Linked DNA regions of Arachis hypogaea: region 2 is linked to region 1. A link is a contact called in public Hi-C data. All regions are on one chromosome and are shown on one strand. The core of a region is the stretch at or near the end of the contact, and the rest is flanking DNA. Distances in the headings are between cores, read along the strand shown.

Region 1 (7,183 bases), core at 2,027-4,526:
ACCTACTCCATCTACACATTCTAACTCAAATACATCCATTTCATATTTCAAAAATCTCATTTTTCACTATTTTATCAATCAATCAAATTCTCATACATTTCCTACCAATTCTTCATTCGATCTCATTCATTATCACACAATTCAGTTATCACTTACCGTCCTTATCTTTTTCTGACCTCCGGCTCAAAATTTACGCCCCAAATTCACAATTTCAATGCATATTCCACAAACCAATAATCATTATCCAATTCATCAAATTTCTCAACACACCAAACATGTAAATTCATACAATTCTCAACCCAATCATTAATTTCCACAACATATCAACTATACATATTAATACCAACCATTTGCACAATTCAAACACAATTCTAGGGGCATCTAGCCTAGAAATTCTCATCACACCACACGGTACTTAAATAAAACTTAAACCGTACCTTAATGATGGTGGTTCACACCCAAACATACCATATCTCAAGCTTCTAAGGCTCTCATCATCACCAATAAGCTTTAGCTACCAACACCTTGTTCCAAGTGCTCCAAATACACCCAACAACACTAACGTAACCAATTTCACATATACATTAATCTAGGCTTCATAAAATTTGATAAATCACAAGGATTTGAGGATTCCTTACCTTAGCCCATATGACATAGGGATAGAACCCACTTAGAATTCATATTAGAATATTCCTAAACAACCAAAATCACAAGATTTCAACACTAACTACCCAAAAATGTGTAACAGTGGAAAATTTCAAAAATTGGGCAGAGATTTTAGATTTTCTTACTGCAATACTTACATAGAAATGAAGAGGACGAGGAAAGCAACGCGTGGTCGTAACGGCTCGTCAATCGGGGCACCGGAGCAAAAGTTATGGAGGTTTGAAGTTGATGGTGGCTAGCTAAGGTTTCTCTCTTCCTCCTCTATTTACCATTTCAGCATGTTTCTCTCTCAAAAATGGGGGAAATTGGTTGTTTTGTGCTGGAATGAGTTCTTATATAGTATAGACTTGGGTCTACTTGGGCCCAGTTCACTTGGTTTAGCCCGTTGGCTTAACTTTGGGCCAAAACCTTTAAGAATAGCGCTTTAATTTGTATTCTAATTATTTTCACTTTCCAAATCTATAAATTTTAACTTCGTAACTGTTTACTCATAAATTAATTTTCTCACTCACAGTTCCGAGAAGATTTAAGCCGATACATTTGGCTAAAATACCAGTACGCATTCTTATGTGTATTTCCGCAGAAAATTATATTTTTCCACTCAAAAGAATTCACTGAATCCAATTATCATTGTTAAATTTCTAAATTTCTAAATCTTTATTTTCGACCCCGTCCGGACGCGTGTTAGCTATTTCAATTTAAAGATGATTAATTATTTAATTAAATCCTTTTATAATTTTTCAGGATCTTACAATTTACTTCGGAAAATAATTATTTATATGATTAACTATCATTCACTTTAGAAAATGATTATGTTCATAATTAATTATTATTCACTTTGAAGAATAATTATCTATATGATTAATTATCATTCACTTCGAAAAATGATATTATATTAAATAAAATGTCACACATAAAATATAAATAATATAAATAAATCAAATAATAATAATAGTGTAACAAATAAGAGATAAAATAGGAAGGAAAGAAAAACAATTTTAGAACAAATTATGAAACCACAGAAGAAGGAAAAAAAATGGCGTACGAGTTTCTTAAAAAAATAAAAAATTGGCTGAGGAAAAAAAACATCACGTATATGATGTACATATATCAGCATATGAATTAAAAAGAAAAAGAATACACTTATATAAAAAGTTCAATGATCTTGAAGGATAACAAATTTATAATTAAGTAATGGATAAAATACTTGAATATGATCCTTATTTAAAAAAAAAAAAATTAGCAATGATGTTTAAGATGAAGAAAGAATAAGACTGTGTGTTGTGAGCATCATTGTGATGTAAAGAAAAAGAGAAGAATAAAGTGAATAATAAAGAGAAGATAATTACTTAGTCTTAGTCTTAAAGTAGAACTTGTATTAATATCGTATTATGAAAATAAAAATTAGGGTTTAAGAAAGGAAGAAAGATAAAAGAGAATAAAAAGAAAAAAAGATAATCCTATTAATGATTGATGTTGTATACAGAACCTTACAAGAGGATTATTTATTGTCGAAGGCCCAACTTTTAAATGACTCAACTAAGTTACATCTATAACTAATTCTATCTACTTGAAATTTAAATTATAGTTACAATTTTGGGAATCCATAATAAATATATTTATAACATGTTTTAACTTTTGATTATTATCTTTAACTTTTAAAAAATAAAAATACTAATGTTTGGTTTGATTATTTTTAATATACAAAAAAAAATTAAAATATTATATAAATAATAGTCATACATAAATTCATTCTTTTTAAAATGTGATAGTCATGTATAAATTCATTCTTCTTAAAATGTCATAGTCATGTATAAATCCATTTTATTCTTTTTAAACTCCAATTAGTTCTTTCGCAAATATAAATATTAACAAATAAACTAAAACTGACACACAAAAAATGCAAGCAATTTTTTAAACTAATTACTAATAAAATAGTAAAAACACAATCTTATTAAATCATCCAAAATCACATTATGCTCAACATATTTGTGTCATATATTAAGTATATCTATTATATAATACTCAATAGTTGTAATTAGTTTACAATTTATTTGCAATTGTATTTCGCATGTACATTATTTGATTTGTTTGAGTACCATCACTACTCATGTTTTGTTGGTCTACCCTTTAAATTATCAAAAGAATAGCGACAGAAGACCGTACGTAAGAGAGCAACGATCAATTAAAAAAAATGAAGAGAATGAAAAAGATGAAAATAGCATAAAAAATAAAATAAAATAAAATAAAATAAAATAAAATAAAGAGGGATATTTAGGAAAAATATGGTTTTTTTTGTTGTGATGAGAATCAAAAAAAGACACTCCATAATTACATATGTGCTAGAGTGTTTTCAATATTTTTAAATAAATTTGTGATTTCCAAATAAAAATGGTGAAAATAGAAAATCAGTCTTTTTTTATTTTCACCTTATTTTAAAAAAATTCATAGAAACAATTTTTATTAAAAATAAAACTAATATGTATTCATCTCTATTTTTCATTTTGAGCGGAAATGAAAATTAAAAACACTCAAACCAAATACATCAATTATTAACGATAATCCAAGAGGTAATAGCAGTGCTATTGTTAAATTGGGCTTTCCTAAAACGACCAAGTTCGTAACCGTGCTACTCGCTGCCTCTCAACAATCCTTTGTTAATTGGGCTTTTCCCAGCCCATTAAGATAAAAAACAAAAAACAATATAGGCAAATGAAGTTAAAAATTCTCTTTGTAAAAACTATTGCCTTAGGGTACATTATATTATAGAAAGATGTTCAAGATATCATTGTATTTACTTGGAATATGATATTTCAATTTTTATAACCATTGAGATTTATACTAAACAATATCTGTGGTCAAGATTTGGTGAATAAAAATGTGCACAACAATCATAGAAACACTACAAAAACTTGCCACGGGTTCTTTTTTCAGGTTGAAATGGATCAAAATGTCCAATTTACCCAACTTGCATTAAACTGTTGCATCATAATGTGTGTATGATGAGTCAATGATTTCTGTAAGTTATGTCAAGTCTTTTTTTTTTTTTTTCCCAAGGCATGAGTCCTCAGCTCAACTTGTACATTGGGTTTAAAATTTATATTTATTTTTTTAAATTGGCCTCTTAAATACTTGTATATTGTATTATCATGAATGTTGTAGGACTAAAAGCTTACTAAAAAATCAATGGAAAATAATGTAAAAATTTTTAATTTATTTAAAATTTTTAATTTGTGTAAAATTTTAAAATTTATTATTTTATATTTCATTTTCATATTTTGTTAACAAAATATATAAAAAAATCTTGGTTATATTTTGTAATTTTATGTATGAAAAATATGTAAATATTTCGTTTTTATATAAGCGAAATATACACAACTAATTCAAACAAAAAAATTAAAAGAAAAAAATTATTTTGAGTGTCACTATAAAAGTTATATTCATATGTTAAATTTTTTTTATTTTCAACTGAGCCATTTCTCAAGTATTACATTAAATAGTTTGAATTGATTGTTATTTGTACTTTAAAATTAAATTAATTAAGCCATCCTTTTTACTTTACAAATTTCGGTCTTTTTTCTTTTTATTAGTCTTTAATTTTTTTCATAAGTTTAAATTTATTTTCAATATATATCAGATATTTAATACAAGTTTTTTTTGTATATAATTTTGTTCATTACGAATAAAGGCTCTATCTTAATTAAAGTGTGTATTTAAGATTAATAATTAAAAATATTCTTTTCATATATAATTTTGTTAATTTTTTTATCTTTTGAGACTAGATTAGTAATTTTATAAATTTTGATTTAATATATTCATAATTCGCGCATACATATATATATATATATATATATATATATATATATATATATATATATATATATATATATATATATATATATATATATAAGGATTTTATTTTATAGAAAACAAAGTTGTTAAATTCTCGAGTTAATTCTTAAATTTTTATAAATTAGTAACTTAGATTAATAAAATGAGTAAATTTAATAACTAATAATTTAGAGTTGAATAAACTAGGATGAATTTGAATAGATTTTTAAATTCGGATAAACTTATAAACTCAAGAATCCTCGAATATATTATTTTAAATTTATTTTGACCTCTTAAGTATTAAAATATATAATTTTAAATTAAAATTTTAAAATTAAAGATTTGACATTTATATCTAATAAATTTTAGTTGTTAATATTACATATTTGTGATTTATTCAAAGATAGATGATTAGGATAAAAAAAAGAATATTTAATAAAATAAGATAAAATTATACTATTATGTGTTTAATTGCTTATTGATGTGAGAAAAGTAAATTAGAAAATATTCAAAATCGGTTTATAACAAAATATTGGCATATAAATAAAAGAATTGCATGTTTCAAGTAATCTTAAAAATAAACTCTATAATTTAATTATCAAATTAAATAATAATTTAGTAAATATTAGAATACTTGTTAATGTATGAGTTTATATGTTTAATATTAAACGAGTAGTAAATAAGTCATATTATATTTAGAATTGGTTGTTCTTTTATGTATACTAATATTATGATTTATGCAAAAATATTATATATACATAAAAATTAATTACTAAATTAACTATTATATATTTGTGTATAATATATATAATATTTAATTTATTTTTAATATATTTTAATATATATTTTATGTAAGTAGTTATTTTTAATATACATATAATATAGTTAATAACCTACATGATTTTATTAAACTTTTTAAAATATTAAATTATAACTATTTATTTATTATTAACTTATTGTTTTACTCAAATTTTATTAATGTTCAAAAAAAATGTAAGTATCTCAATATCACAATTATAACGTAAACAAAAATTAAAAAAAAGTTAAAAGTAACAAATAAACAAAGAAATACAAAGTGTCAGAGGCAAAGTAAATTGTAAAAACTAAAACAAATAAGAAATTAAAGAGAAGATGAAGAAAGAAACAATAAACATAAAAGAGAGAAACATGTAAAAGTAGAAAAATTTTATTAATAAAAACTAGAAGAAAATAAATTACAGGTGTTTGAGTTAAGAGAAATTACTTAAGATTCTTAATTTTTACTCTATGATACCAAGGGGTTGAAAGTGTTTTAGATTTTTAAATATTTTCCAAAATAACTTAATTCCCTTACCATGCTAATCTAAGACCTATTTGTAAACTTCCTATGTCAACCGACAGTTATATTTAATACTTCATTTTTCGGCCAATTTAAATGGCCTCTTGTATAACTGTTCTGTACTCTTTGCTTGATGCCAATTCAAAAATAAAAAAAATAACTAAATGACCTAATTTAATTAAAATAAATATAAATATTATATACAAAAATACCAACATATAATTAATTATTTTTTACATAATTTTTTTATAAAAATAATATTTTTTGTCTAATATAATGCTTCCAAAATTTTTTACTTAAAATCGTATAATAATAAAATGTAAAAAAATTTTATTGTTTATAATAACAATAAAAATATATACAAACATATATATATATGTTTGTATATATTTATATATATATATATATATAGCAGAATACTAGCAAAGATATGCAAACATGACATCTGAACTTGCAAAATGGCCAAAGAATTTTGTCTATGCAATTTCTCTTTTTTTTAATTTTAAAAATAAATAAATAAATAAAATAGCTCACTACGCTATACACTATTATTTGGTAATGCTTATTAAAAAAAATACGTTAGTGTTTGAACAATCAAAAACTTTTTTTTTAATTCTGTGTTTCACATCCTTCCTAATTTTATCTGTAATGGTGAATTTCTTCTACTCACAAAGATTCAATTATACGTAACTTTTCTAATATTTCAAGTAAGATTTAATTGCTAACTCCATTTTTTATCTTTCTCTTTCTCATCGTTTGTTTAGAAAAATCTTAATTACACAAAAATAATATGAACAAACATCTCTTGTGTTATTTATAAGTACCAAAATTTTACACCGAAGAGCTTTTCCCTTTTCTCTTTTACATTTATTGGCTCGAATTAAAATTTGATTTCTAAACCCTTATCCTTCAATTTTATTATGTTACTGTCTTTTTTTTCATTTTTTTTATATTCATTTTTTTAATTGGATTAATGTGATCTTACGAGCCAATTTTGTTATTTAGTAAATTGCCTAAGTTGCTAATATTTACAGTGATAAATTTGTGGTTTTTTTTACTATGATTTTGTTTAATTTATTTTTTGTTCATCAAATTACATACATACTCCACTGAATTGAATTATATATATATATATGAACCAAAAGTTAAAGATTGTTTTCTTGAATCAAAAGTTAAAGATTGCTTTTTTGAGCATGTTCATATGTGTTGGAATTAAAAATGCTTCTTAACTTAGTCCTTTTGAATTGAAAAAATAGTTAAATATTCTAATTTCTAAAGAGACGTTGCTTCTTTTATCTTTTGGTCCTATTATAAATTAGTGATAAAATCCCAATTTATAAATAAATAGGCTGCTAACATTTTTTTATA
Region 2 (7,183 bases), core at 3,508-6,007, 340 kb before region 1:
TGTCGTCCTACAATTTTCTAGAATAAAGTTATATAACGGTAATATGCATTTATAACTTTCTCAATTTTTTTTTGTGAATTTTTACTTTTGGTGTAATAAATTAAAATTTTTAAAAAAGATTGTTTTACAAAATTTTATGTATGGCACAAAGATATTCTTTAATCTTAAAGATAAAAATGTCATTCAATTTAAAAATAAGTGTGTATGATTTTTTTATTCTTTAGTTTAAAACTATTTTTTTCATTATTAATATGTTAAATAATACCTGCAAAAAAAATCTATGAGATACATTTACACTTTTACTCAACTTAATTGACAAGATCTTTCTCTTTATTGTTAAAATCTAAATATCTGATAATTCACATTTTTTACCTTCTTATAAAGTTAAAAAAATAAATGATGATATGAACCTCATAAATAAATTCAGAAAGACTCACCCTATTTAAATTGTGGGTGCAGTTACAATGGTAATTTTCATTAAAAATTAATTAATTTTTTATTCTTTGGTCATTGATAGTCTAATTTATATAAAGTAATTAATAATTAATTGTAATTTCAGGATATTGACTATACCGATGGTTTGCTTCCAATCTCAAAGACATCCTCAGTCATTAAAAAAGAGAAAATAGAAGGTGCAAAGGTAGTTATTCAATATATATATTTTAAAGTTAAAGTCTAATTTCATTCAAAAAATATTATTGAGTTAAAATAAAATGTGAAACGAATGTATTTAATTTAACATAGTATTTTGTATAAAATTTATTATCTGAATTCTCTAATGAAGTTGTGGATAAATGGTGAATCCGAGATGTTGAAAAATGCTATTACGCTAACCAAGCGATTATTCTCGGAGTTCGAAGATTTGGGAGTAGAAGGAGATACCTCAACTTGAAAGATGATCAAAATCAAAAAATAAAATTGAGAATTTGAATGCACATGTTTTAGAATTTTTCTTTAGATTTTATCTAATAGAATAATGTCAAAAATATCTGTTTGTTTTGATGAAAATATTATTTTTTCTTAAATTGTTATTTTTTTGTTTTTTCTTTTAATTTTAATGTTTGAAATTTAAAATTTTTTTAACAATATAAATTGATATTATTTAATTACTACTTATGATTTTATTTTTCAGTTCACACTACTGATATTTTATTAATTTCTAATATAGTATTTGATGTCTTAAACTTTTAATTTGAACTATTTTTTATATAATTAAATTGGTTGTTAATTTTTAACGTGTATTTATTTAAAAAAATCCTTCTAGGGTTTCAACATGAAAACAAAGAATTGATGAGTATGATAATAATTTTAACATGATAACAACTCTTAATTCAAGTTTATCTACGTGATAATAAATATATTATTTTTATCTATATTTTAACAATTTTTTAAAAAATATAACAATTTAAAAATACTGTTAGCTAGGATGTAAGTTGATATTATATCCGTAACAATTCTGCATTTGAAAATTTTTGTTAGTTAGGATGTATTAGGACTTTTTTTAGTGATTTATAAATTATAATTTATTATTTATTTAAGTTGTTAATTTTTAAATTTTAGATACGTTTTTTTAAGTTGTTAGATATTTAACTTTTAATATTGTTGAACTAATAATTATTTGCTTAGGTATAGTCACTAAAAAATTTTAAAATTTTATTTATAAATCATAAATTATTATCTATTTAGGTTTTTACTTTTTAAATTTTTAAATACACTTTCTTAGATTGTTAAGTAATTAATTTTAATATTGTTGATAAATTAATTTAAAAAGTTATTTATAAATTATATTTAAAATTTTTAAATAAAATCATTCCTAATTTAATAATCTAGATAGGTTATTTATAATATATTTTTGTATTCTTTTTGTTATAAGGGATGTACACAATGGAATTTTAAAAAAGAGGCCTGCCACATGTTCACTAGGGGTGGGCAAAAAAATCCAAATTTTGGATTTTAAACCAAATCCAAATCAAACCATTTTAAAAAAACCAGTTTTAAACAAAAAAAATCCAAACCAAATTATATTTATTTTATAATTTGGTTTTTGATCCAATCCATTTAAACGGTTTTAAATCCGGATCCAGATCAGATCCAAATTAAGATCAAAATCTTAAAAAAACCCTAATTTTGAGTATTCTCCTCTTCCACAAATCCTCTTCGACAAATCCTCTCTTCGCCACCGTCAACATCTCTTCTTCTCTGCCTCTTGTCGGAGCTCGCCGGTGGTTCGTCGGCCTCTACCTCTTCGAGTCTTCAGTCTTCACTTTGATTCGAGACTCTCTCTCTGCCTCGATCTCCCATTCGCGACTCTGTCTTCTCTCTTGTTCGGCTCTCTTCTTCTTTCGTTGGTGGCTCGCCGGAGCTCATGCTCATCAATTGAGGTAAGCCTCCTCCTTGCCCTTGGTTCTGAGTTCTGAGTTTTATCTAGATTTTTTCTATTTTGTTGATTTGTTCTGTTTTGTTCCTTCATGAGTATACTGACTTCTTCACTTCAATGGATTGAATGTGCAGATTTTGTTTTTCCACCCAGGAGCACAACAAAGTTAGTGAAACTGAACCAGAACAAGCAGTTCCAGCACAAGCAGAACAAGCAGTAGCCCCTGTTCTAGTTTTCTGTTCCAGGTTTTTATTTTATTAAGTTTGATTATGAATATCTTCACCAAAATGCTTTGGGAAATATTTCTTAGGAAATCTTTGAACTGATGAGTCATGAATGCAGTACTTTTGTTATTGGTATGAATACTTATGAGTTATACAGGTTATATAAGAGTGGTATAGTATAGCTTTGAGGCTTGTTTGTGTTGTAAGATCTGACTTTGTTACTAAGCAGAGATAATTTTGACGGGTTGTGTTTCTAAGGTGATGAATATTATTGTTTGGGTCAAGAGTTACATATACAGGACTTTTGAATAATGAATTTGTTTCCCATTCAGATTACTTTTATTGTGGGAGATTGGTTTGTTAGGACTTTATGCAATGTAGCACCAATTTTGTTGATTTTTCCCATTAGAACCACAGGAGTTGTGGATCTATTAACTCTATGGTTTAAGCTGATGTTTGACTTATCCTAATCTGTTGCTATTGTTTCTATATTCTTTTAATTTTGTATTGAAACATGTCATTATGTGTCAACGAGTCAACCTCCCCTAGTTTTCTTTCTTACTGGAAATCTTTGTCATCTTAAAACCTTTGTTGTTTTCACTCGGTAAGCTTTCTATCTGTGAACTGTTGGACTAATAAGCTCTCTGTTTATAAGCAGAGGTTATATGGTTTTGCAATATGCTTTTCGGCTGGATTAACTTTTACACTATTGGTAAGTCTAGAAACATGATTTTTCTTTCTAATTAGAAATTCTGCTATATATTAGCTTTTGGTTTAGTGCAAATTATTCTTCATAATGAAACCTTTTGTTGTATCCTTTTCTTTTTGAACTATAAAAGAATCTTATTATTAAAAAAAAACAAAGAGAAGAATACAACTATGATTCTTTCGGTACTTTTTGTATAATTTTAGGTTTTTATCTCCAACTTATATTTGACTACATAGCTAGAAACTAATGTAGTTCATTTATTCTTACCATTATACAGTCAATGCTTTTTTTTTCTCAAACCAATCAAGTTTGCAGTAGCATTCACTCTTGGTAATAGCCCCTGTTCTAGTTCTCTAGTTCTCTGTTCCAGAACAACCAGAACAAAGTTAGTGCATTTTGTTAGAGAGTGCTATTCTTTGGGAGGCATGATGCTGTTTTTTTTTTCTTTAGGGGGGGGGGGGGGGGGCAATTTTGTTGAAAACCGAAACTATTTTCTTGCTAGCTTCAGTGAAGTTTTTCTGCTTCTGACATTAGCCATTTGACTTTTTCTCAAGCTTTTAATTTGGTTTTATTCAATGTGTGTTTGTTTAAAGTGTACTATAATTTGTTTAAAGTGGTTTGTTTAATGTGTATGATGAAATGGATTGGTTTTATTCAATGTGTGTGCATATGTATGGAACATTTAGACGGTCAAAGATATGCAAAGTCATCAAAAGCTTGTTTTGCAATTCACATTAATTATGCTTTTATTTGCTTTGATCTTTGGCCAATTACACTGTCACATTTGAAGAATGGTTTCTTCATGTCCCTTTCTTCTTTTTTTTACTTGGACACAAAGAATGACTGAAAGTAAACATAACAGAACCAAAATCAACCGCCATGTGCATGCATCCTAACATAAGTACATAACTTTTTATTTTATTTTCCTTCACTTTTAAACTTTTTTTTTTGGTAAAAATAAAATCATTTTTGAGATTTATACATATGCTGGGGGCAAAAGTTACACTACTGTAAAATCAAGCTATGATGATTTCAAGATTTATTCTTAATTTTACTTTTTGTATATCTAATAAGCCTATTTGTTAGTATGTATAGTATGTTCTGATTTTTGTGCCAAAATCAAATAGCATTGTTCTCTAGCCTTGTGCTTAGTTATATATGATTAGATCATTGAAAACTCTAAGGTAATATATAAAACAAATTAGCACAAATTAAAGAGAAGTGACAATAAAACAACTAATTTATACGTTGATAGGTTAATTTTGTTGATATAAAACACTGCTGCTGTCTTGTTTTGCTGTTTTGAGGTACAGGACAGTAATTTTCATAATCTTTAGGCCGTGTTTTCTTTGCGAGATATATGAACATGCATTAGTTTGTGTTAATTTTATCATGTTTGGCACTAAATTTTGAGTTATGTACACCTTGCTTTATATGCAGAGCAAGATGACTGAAAACAGTAATATTGAAGCAGTAGGGATGTCCGCTAGCATTCAACCATCTTCTCCACTGTCAGGTGTTCGTAAGAATCGGTCAGCTGTCTGGGATCATTTTGATGTAGAGAATGCTACCGAGAAGAAGGCTAAATGCAAATATTGTGGTAGCTTAATACAATATGGGAATGGAACCAGCTCAATGGGTGGTCATTTGAGAAGATGCAAGCAAAATCCTAATAATGATTCAAACAAAAGAAGAAAAACAACGACCACACCGACTATAGATGAGCGTGGTGTTTTAAATTCACCAAGTGCTTCCAAATTTGACCAAGAGGAGGCTCGAAGGGCACTTGTGGAAATGTTTATTGGGGAAGAGCTACCATTTCGCTTCGTTGAAAGCCCGAAATTCCAAAAATACAAGATTCAAAGTTCCTTCACGGACTACATTAGCACGTGACATTGGAGCTCTTTATGCTGAAGAGAAGATGAAGTTGCAAGATTTTCTTTCGGCAAATTGTGGTAGAGTATGTCTAACCACTGACACTTGGACTTCAATTCAAAATTTTACTTATATGATTTTGACAACACACTTTATTGATTTGGATTGGAAATTACATAAAAAAATACTTAATTTTTGTCAAGTGACAAGTCATTCAGGAGAGGTTATAGGAGCAACAATTGAATCTTGTTTAAATAATTGGAATTTGAATTGGGTCTTTAGTGTGACAGTTGATAATGCCTCCTCTAACGATGTTGCAATTAAATATCTGAAGCAGCGATTGAATTCTTGGAATAACATTATTTTGAATGGTGAATTTATTCATATGAGGTGTTGTGCACATATTATAAACTTAATTGTAAAAGAGGGGTTGAAAGAGATTGATGAATCAGTCTTGAAGATTCGTAGTGCAGTAAAGTATGTTAGATCTTCTCCATCTAGAGCTAGTAGGTTTCAAAAGTGTGTTGAACTAGAAAAAATTCAATATAAAGGCTTGCCTTGCATGGATGTTGAGACTCGGTGGAACTCTACCTATCAAATGTTAGAGGTAGCTTTGAAGCATCGCAAAGCATTTGAGTTGCTTGCTTTGAAAGATAATACCTATATAGGAGAGATGAATGGAGGAAAAGGGAGAGGTGTTCCTTCTGATTCAGACTGGGAGTATGCTGAGTCCATTGTACCATTTTTGCGAGTGTTCAGTGATGCCACTATACGTGTTTCTGGTACCTTATATGTTACCAGCGATATGTATATGAAGGAATTATTTGCAATTGGATGATTTATTCGTCATTCTTGTGATTCTGTTGATTTTAGTACTATGTCAATGGCAGAAAGGATGATGGTTAAGTATGAGAAGTATTGGGACAATCCTGATTCGGTGAATATGTTGTTATTGATTGCTATCGTACTTAATCCAATGCAAAAGATTGAGTATGTCAATTATTTCTTGGATTACTTCTTTGGAGAAGAAAAAGGAGGCGAATTGAAGTCAAAGTTGTCCAAGTGCATAAAGTTACTTTATCAGCAATACCAAAGTTCTGAGGAAGCAAGTGAAGCTGATACGCAAGATGTTCAAGCCAACAACATTAATACCGATCTTCATGGCATGGGCTTTTTTCTGCAAGCAACCGGTCGCAGAACAAATACAAGATCTGAACTTGATAGATATTTACAAGAAGAATGCGAGCCATACTCCCATAAGTTCGATATACTAAACTGGTGGAAGGTCAACTCAACCCGATTTCCAATTCTTGGAAATATGGCTCGTGAGGTATTGGCTATACCTGTTTCTACGGTAGCTTCGGAGTCTGCATTTAGTACTGGAGGAAGAGTCCTCGATCCATACCGCAGTTCCTTAACACCTAGAATGGTAGAAGCCTTAGTCTGCACAGGAGATTGGCTTAAGGAAGATCTTTTCTCTGCTTTAGATGATGATGAAGTTCTTCAACAAGTTGATCAAGGTATAAAATTTGTTTCATATTTCTTCTCATTTTATTTTATTTTTGTTTTTGTTATCTTTCTATTTTAGAATTTAGGTATTAGTTACCAATTAAAAGTTGTTGAATATAGACTTGATAATTAATTTGATTCCCTTGGCAGATATATTTTCCTCTAATGATGGTGCTTGCTCTATGGCGGCATCAATTGATAATCTTGATGATGACTAGGTATGCTTAATATTCTCATTTGGTTTAATACTTTCATTCAAAGATTTGTTTTAAAATGACAAAGGTATATTTTGTTATTTGCAGATATATTTTCCTCAAAGGTTGTGGTTGTTTGATGATTTTGTTGGCAACTTGGCATCTTTTGATACTTTGTAGTTGTTGTTTTAGAGAGATTTTTTAGTGGTATTCTTTTGATGTCTTGAGTATGGTTAAATGTTATATAGATTAGTTATTGTCATTAGATTTATAAAGAACCAAATTCTAGTTGTAA

What was found. Hi-C and Micro-C count contacts between places; a contact is called where the count stands out from the background.
Region 2: a Hi-C map of leaf shows a contact between it and region 1, with 4 times the contacts expected there. The contact joins the promoter of LOC140183548 here to the enhancer-like site in region 1. A contact is called at or near these places in 2 of 8 Hi-C or Micro-C datasets (both in leaf).

Annotation. Positions count from the first base shown.
Region 1 is chr3:113,454,889-113,462,071 of arahy.Tifrunner.gnm2.J5K5, reverse strand. No RefSeq gene overlaps it. Among protein-coding and RNA genes, the nearest start is that of LOC112793485, 40 kb to the right of the region's middle. Within about 2 kb of position 3,276, at least 1 of the 3 cell types and tissues checked has open chromatin away from gene starts, as enhancers often do.
Region 2 is chr3:113,799,650-113,806,832 of arahy.Tifrunner.gnm2.J5K5, reverse strand. It overlaps LOC140183548 (zinc finger BED domain-containing protein RICESLEEPER 2-like), which reads left to right and starts at 4,757. Exons shown (of 2, transcript XM_072231997.1): 1 at 4,757-5,199; 2 at 5,468-6,023. The coding sequence starts at 4,757. The coding sequence ends at 6,023.